Regions from separate parts of the Mus musculus genome. Here region 2 is linked to region 1. Evidence: chromatin contacts called from public ChIA-PET data. All regions are on one chromosome and are shown on one strand. The core of a region is the stretch at or near the end of the contact, and the rest is flanking DNA. Distances in the headings are between cores, read along the strand shown. Region 1 holds the start of Spata13 (spermatogenesis associated 13). Region 2 overlaps Spata13 (spermatogenesis associated 13).

The links. ChIA-PET counts read pairs in DNA pulled down with a chosen protein or histone mark.
Region 2: an RNA polymerase II ChIA-PET map of effector CD8 T cells shows a contact between it and region 1, with 10 read pairs. The contact joins the enhancer-like site here to the promoter of Spata13 in region 1. A contact is called at or near these places in 1 of 39 promoter capture datasets (macrophages), 2 of 115 datasets of contacts at active chromatin or transcription factors (effector CD8 T cells and pancreatic cancer cells) and 2 of 9 other capture datasets (adipose tissue and liver).

Annotation. Positions count from the first base shown.
Region 1 is chr14:60,632,820-60,636,266 of GRCm38.p6, forward strand. Spata13 (spermatogenesis associated 13) reads left to right here and starts at 1,886. Exons shown (of 13, transcript NM_001033272.2): 1 at 1,886-2,045.
Region 2 is chr14:60,707,637-60,711,083 of GRCm38.p6, forward strand. It overlaps Spata13 (spermatogenesis associated 13), which reads left to right. Exons shown (of 13, transcript NM_001033272.2): 4 at 1,789-1,933. Among named protein-coding and RNA genes, the nearest start is that of Gm41165, 25 kb to the left of the region's middle. Within about 2 kb of position 1,700, at least 90 of the 459 cell types and tissues checked have an H3K27ac peak or open chromatin away from gene starts, as enhancers often do. A contact at or near this core is called in effector CD8 T cells, where this site is marked.

The DNA of each region.
Region 1 (3,447 bases), core at 636-3,135:
GCCCCTGGAACTGGAGGTACATATATCTGTAAGCCTCCACAAATACATACATGCATGCTGGACCTGAAAGTCAGGTCTCCTGGAAGTGTAGCCAGTGGTCTTGACTTCTGAGCTATCTCTCAAGCCCTGTAGTTTATACTTTATAATATTTTCTACTATAAATATGTTTGTTGTCAAAACCTGCAGGGGGCATTTCAATAAACATCAAAAGAATACAATAAAATCTTCCCATATTTTCACAACCCAGAGATACTACCTAATACATTTGGTGCCTGTTTTTAATTAAGACAGAATTTCTCATGGTATTTTAGGGTTACAGAATATGGAGTGGCAATCACAGAGTTTTGACCCCCCTCCCCCATATCTTGTCATTAGCATTGTAGTACTTACATTCCTGCTCATGAACCAGAAGTGGTGGACCATAAGGAAGCAACACACGCAGCCTGTTTACAGGGTTCACTTTGGCACGTGTGTCATGGTTCTCTACAGATGCACAATGGCATGGACTCTCCATTACAGCTTGGGTTTTTCAGTAGTTAAAGACATACACACAATTAATTTAGGGAGGAGAGATGGTTCGGCAGTTAAGCCCAATTCTTACCCTTCCTGAAGACCACAGCTTGGTTCCCAGGACCCACATTGAGAGGCCCCCAATCGCTTATAACTCCAGCTCCAGGAGGTGTGATTCCTTTCTTTGCCTTCACAGGCAGGAACACACAAATGGAGTACACTCACTCACACAGACACGCATGCACATAGAAACAAAATAAGAGTTGGAGTAGAATTGAGGGTGAATGTGATCAAAATAGGTTGTGTGAAATTCTCAAACAAATGCATTACTCTATTAAAATAATCTAAAAGTTAATTTAAACTTTTTTATTGGTGCATTACACGTTCTTTTGTCTAAGACAGTGATTGTTCTTTGGTTAAGAAGCTTCTAATATTTAGAATAATCATGCTGGCATATTGTTGCCATTCAAAGGAATCGTCTCAGCAAACCACAAGTTTTAAAAGAATGCACTTGCCTTATGAATTCCTCAGAAATAACCACAGCACATTTTGGAAGGGTTGTGTGTGTGTGTCACAGATCCTGGCATTGAAGAGCTGCTTCCCCTCTGTGGTCTCAGTTGAGCCAAGTTAGGAAAGTAGGAGTTCTTTGAGAGTTCATAGTCCAGGCTCTGGGAAAACAGAAGGTCAAAGCATCTTAAAGCTGAGTTTCCATGGACTTAAAAGGAGAACCCGCACAGAGAATAGCCCTGAGCCTGAACGGAGAAGAGTCCAATAGGAGGAGGTGGGACAGTGGGCGTCAGGCGGTCACCCAGGCAACGCAGCAGCTCACCGGGGCGGAGGCAGCATGTTGGCCGGTAGGGAGCAAGAAAGAGTCCGTGTATGGTGCCAGTGTGTGAGTGGCTGCGGTGATCCGCAGTGGGACTCGGAGGTGTGGGACAGAGTCCGGGTCTTACTAGGGAGTAATCCTTTGAGAAGATGAAACGAGAAAGAGGAGTTGCTAGAGAAGGTTAGTAGGGCGGAGGCATGACTTGGAGTGAGTGAGTGGCACGAAGGCATAACCTGGAGGTGGAGCGGGTGGAGGTAGTGAGAGGCGGGGAATGAAGTGAGGTAGGTTGAGAGAGTCCTCTGAGACCAAGGGCGTGGTCTGGCCTGGGGACTTGAACCGAACGGTTTGGGGTTGGTCGAAGGAAAAAAAATTCTCTAGCGGGTAGAGGCAAGGAAGATGAGCTGGGGGCGTGGCTCCTTGAAGAGGAGGCTGGACCAGCAAGGAGGGCTGCGAGGACCCCAGGAGCGGGTTCGGGGGCGTGGCTTCAGGGGAGCGGTGTGGAGGCGTGGCTTCGGGAGCGGGCTGGGGGCGTGGCCCGTGGGAGGAGGCGGCTGAGCGCGGGAGGGCGGAATCAGCGCTGCTCTTTCTTGGAGGCCACGGCGCGCAGAGCCTGGCGAGCTCGCGGCTGCATCCCTGCTGGAGCCGGCTGGGCAGCAGGACCTCTTGGACACGCTGGCTTTGGAGCTTCGGTGGAGTGGGGACCGTCGAGGTGAGGCTACCCAGAGAGGCGCAAGGCTCTGCGGGGCGCGGGCTCTCGGGTGGGTATCGCGGAGGAACTGAGCGCCTCTGTGACCCAAGGGTGCCCCGCTGCCAGCTCCTGCTTGTGGCTCGTGGGACGGACTGGGACTGCTCACCTGTTGCGCCACCGTGAGCGCTCCGCCTGCTAGCGGCTGCTCTGGGCTAGCCCGGCAGCGCCCCCCGGGGAGGGCGCGGTGTGCTGTTCTTGCCGGTGCCTTTCCCCCCGGGACGTCAGGGATTACCCTGAAACTCTATCTACCCGCGCTCCCTGCTTGCTGGGCGGGCTGCGGGGTTGCGCCAGGACGACGGACAAAGGTTGGCCGCCACTGGCCCCTTGAATGCTTCCTTCCTCGGAGGGCGTGACCTGTGCATGGAGGGGATTGGGGTTGCGTTTTAAATTGGAGCACTCAGATTAGAAAGCAAGTTTCTCCTTCTGGGACGCAGCCTAAAAGACTTGGGGACTTTATCGTTACTTGTATAGAGAGTGAGTTGGCAGAATTGGGTTGGCTCCATATCTGTTCGGGATATGGGGAATTGCTATACTGGCTAGACTCTGGGATGGGACGACTGCCGCAGGAGAGGAATTCAGGTGGCTTGTGCTGGCGGACCCCACTTCTTAACAGCAAAGTTGCAGAGTCGGAGCAAATTTCTTCCCCGAGTGAAAGAAGACAAAAAAATCCCAACAGCAAACACAAGCGAGCCAAGCTACTATAGTTGCTGCCCAGCATGGGATCATGGCATTGATAAGTAGAATAGTTATTTGAATTTATTCACTGCTGGTTACCAAGGCTTCTTAGAGCCGTATCTCTCCCTCCCCCACTATTTTTTTCAGGCCCCTTCCACCCCATTTCTGTTGTCTAGTGTTTTCTAAATTCTCCAGACCTTCTAGGTTTTTGCCCATCTTTTTTGATCCCACTTTTAAAGCACAGAAATTTCACCCTGTTTGCTTTTTTTCCCCTCACTCTTGTTTTCTTTTTTTTTTTTTTACCTTTCCTAGCAAATGCTCCCTTTCCCTGCTATTCATCGCCCCCTTTCAAACTTCCTCACCGCATTGTTCTCTTGGTACGGGTTAATTATGCACCCCCACCGAGTGGGGCTGAACCTTGTTCTCTGCCCCTCCCCCACCCTCTAGAGCCTTTGGGGAGGTTGCTTTCTATCCAGCGTTTTAATTATTTTTCACTCACCTCCTTGGCCCCCAACTTGCCGCCCCACCCCCACCCGTTTCGTGAGCCTTTCCTTTCTTTGTGACCTGTGTGTTACCGGGCACTCTTTTTCCGGCCTTTTTACCTGCTTCCTCCCTAGCCACAGCCTGCCAACGCTTTGGTGACTTTCCCAGCTCTCTTGGTCTCAGATCCCTTGTGGTCCTCCCTTCC
Region 2 (3,447 bases), core at 450-2,949, 75 kb after region 1:
CCTAGAACGGACCCAGGCTCGGAACATCCTGGGCGAGCTCTCTACCATAAAGCAACACCACCTTGCCTTGTTCTGCTTTTGGGTTGCAGGTTAGACCATCAACACCATTGGCCCCCAGCACATCTGGCAAGGATTTCTTAAGTGCCTAGTGAGCACTTTAAGGTTATGGAATATTCATGTAAAGGCTCTATCTTGGTGAAAGTCAAACTTCTTTGCTTAGCTGTGCCAACTAACTCATGAGCATACTCATACGGTCATGGAATAGTTTATATAATAACTTATATGCTCAGTTTCATATTGAAAACCTGCGAGGTGCTTTCTTAAATTACCTGTAAAATTCTCTGGGGCGGGGGTGGGGGGAGAAATTCTATATTGGGCTTGGGCTGTGTGTTAAAGTTTTTCCTGCCAAGCTCAGCACAATGTCCTGCTTGTAGCAAACACTCTAAAACCCTTGCTTAAGTCAGTTGAGTTGAATTCTTCAAGTAAAGTTATAAGGCCAGTGTGGTGGCACACAGCTGTGACCCCAGCTCTTGTGAGAAGGAAGTGGGGGGGGGGGTGAGGAATTCAAGTCCGTTCAGCCAAGGGAGACTATTGTGGGTTATGAGACCATGCCTCAGAGACAAGCAAAAGACACAAGCAAAAGTGAAGTTAAAGATATGACAAGGTCTTTAAGATCCTTTTGTTTTCAGGTGCTCCACTTGTTGGGAAATATTTCTAACTAAACTAAAGCAAACTGTAATGTATCTAAATGCAAGGCACAGTTGAGGCAAGGATAGTCAGAGATACTTAGAACACACTTTGTTTCGGATCGTCAAAATAGTATTGTGCCCCAGACATGGTGCTTGTGCCTATAATTCTAGAATTCAGGATGCTGAGGCAGAGAACTTGGGGGATTGAGGCCAGCCTGGTCTACAAAGTGAGACCCTAGTATACACCCTAAAAAGCCCAGGAGGGGAGACAGCTCATTAGTAGGGGAGACAGTTCTTATTCCTCTTATAGAACACCCATATGAAGCAGCTCACTTACACCTTTAACTGCAGTACAAAGGGATCAGACACCCTCTTTGGGCCTCTGCAGGTACCCACTCATATGTCTGTCTGTCTCTGTCTCTCTGTCTCTCTCTCCCCCTCTCTCTCATACACCCAAACTATGTAAGATAAAAAACAATTTTAGTGAATTATTTATTTTAACTTTATGAGCATTGGTGTTTTGCTTGCATGTATGCCAGTGTGAGGGTGTCAGATCCCCTGGGACTGGAGTTACAAATAGTTGTGAGCTGCCATGTAGGTGCTAGGAATTAAATCCAGGTCCTCTGGTAGAACAGCTAGCACTCTTAATCCTGAGCCTCCTCTCCAGCCTCCTAAATAAGTTCTTTTTAAATAAAAGCTGTCACTGGAGATCTGTGACCATGCCTGTGTGCTGTGGTCCTGCCCTTGCATCCTCGGATGCTGCTATGGTCACCGTGCTTTCCTAACTGTCGCTCACAGCTCTGCTGCTGCCTCAGCCTTCCTCTCCCTCAGAGGCCTCTCTTTCTCTCCCTGTTCCCCACCGGCATGTCTCTCACAAGTAGGAAGAAGTGTGACAGAGCCAGCTTTGAAGCTGCCTGTTGGAACTTTAGAACAGCCTATTGCTACAGAGCTTGGTGCAGCATACAGCTGCTGGCGGGGGTTTGAAGAAGACACTCCACATCTGCCAGTGGCTTCAAGGCGAGAACACAGAACTGTTTTGTGGCTCGCAGGAGCTGAGACTTCCTGGCACCTTCTCACAGCTTCTCACTTCCTTTCACAGCCAGCAGCCAGGCCTCCTGTGCCTGCACACCAAGTTCCACCCTACAAGGCTGTGTCTGCCCGCCTCCGGCCCTTCACCTTCTCTCAGAGCACTCCCATCGGGCTGGACCGCGTGGGGCGGCGACGGCAGATGAAAACATCCAATGGTGAGTCTTGGGGCTTCCTGGAATCTTTTGTCTGGGACCAGGGAGCCTGAGGCACCAAGGGATTCTGCACTTTTCCCATCTTGTGGCCAGGGCAGTGTGGAAGTTATTATCTGGGTTACTCAGGATTTCAAACTCCTGTCAAGTCTGCATGTCTCTTGAGTTGCTGCAGAGCCATGCCAGGGTAAACCGATGACCAGGCTAGAGACCTAAGGTTCTGGTGTGGAGGGTAGTTTTTTGGTTTTTTGAGGATGCAGGAATGGGGAGCTGAACCTCGCCTGGCTTCTGCCAGCCTCAGGGCTCCCTGGCTGGCCCATGCAGCCTGTCTCCACCTGCACACTCTGTGACATTCGCCCTGTTGCAAATGTGCCTTCTTTTGTAAGGACATCCGTCTCAAGTGGGCCCCTTCCCCACCCCAAGGCCCTCATCCTAACTCGCCACCTGCAAAGACCGTGTTTCCATCTAGGTCACAATTAGGGGTCTGGAGCAGGGATGCCACCATCATTTGGGGGTTCAGGTCAATCAAAAGTGCTTTAGCGAATTGTCCCGATGTCTATCATGCCTGCATGTGCTCAGATACCAACAAGGATCAGAAAGGCATGGAAAACACTAGGTTATGAGGAACAGAGGGGGTCTCTCCTCAGCCTTCACATACAGCCAAGAAGCCTGTTTCATGGTCTATGTGACTTTTTTTTTTTAATTTATAAAGAAAAACAGAGACAAACCTCTTAGGGTTCTTTGTTTGAAAACAGTAAAACTAACTGACTAGTTTAAGAAAAAAGGGTGTTGGGGTGCATTCATTTGGTGGGGTGCTGGCCCAGCACTCACAAAGCCCTGAGCTTAAACCCTAATGTAAAACGGCGCAGAGTGGAACATGCCGGGAGTCTCAGTACTTGGGAGATGGAAGCAGGAAAACCAGAAGTTCAGGGTCCTCCTCAGTTACAAGTGTGGGGCTAACTTGGGCTACGTGAGACTCTGAATTGAAAGGAAAAAGAAAAGATGGCGTGGTGGTACACGCCTTTAACCCCAACACTTAGACAGATCTTTGAGTTTATGGCCGGTCTGATCTATAGAGCTAGTTCTAGAACAGCCGGGGCTATACAGAAAAGCCTCATCTAGAAAAACCATAGAGGGAGAGAGGGAGAGGGAGAAAAAAAGGGGGGAATGAATTAGGAAGGTGTTGGGTGCTCCCATATAAAACATTGAGGATAATACGATAGCTCCTGGTAGTCACAGAAGGTTGGGCATGGTTCCACCAGGAGAAGGGGAAAGGCTAGCCTGCCCTACTCTACTCTCCAGTTGTACTTGCAAGAGTCAGGATCCCAGGAGGGAATCTCCAGCCACTTGAGCCCAGTGGCCTGTTCATGGTGTAGGTGGTGGGGCAAGGTCAAGGTCTGGGAGTCCGTTTGTGGGCTCCGCATTTGGACAGGGGTTTAGCCCCCTGCCGTCAGTGTTAGTACAGGAGAAGGGTAGGCCTCGCTCCCAGAGGTGACACCCAGAGGTGACAGAGCTCCTCC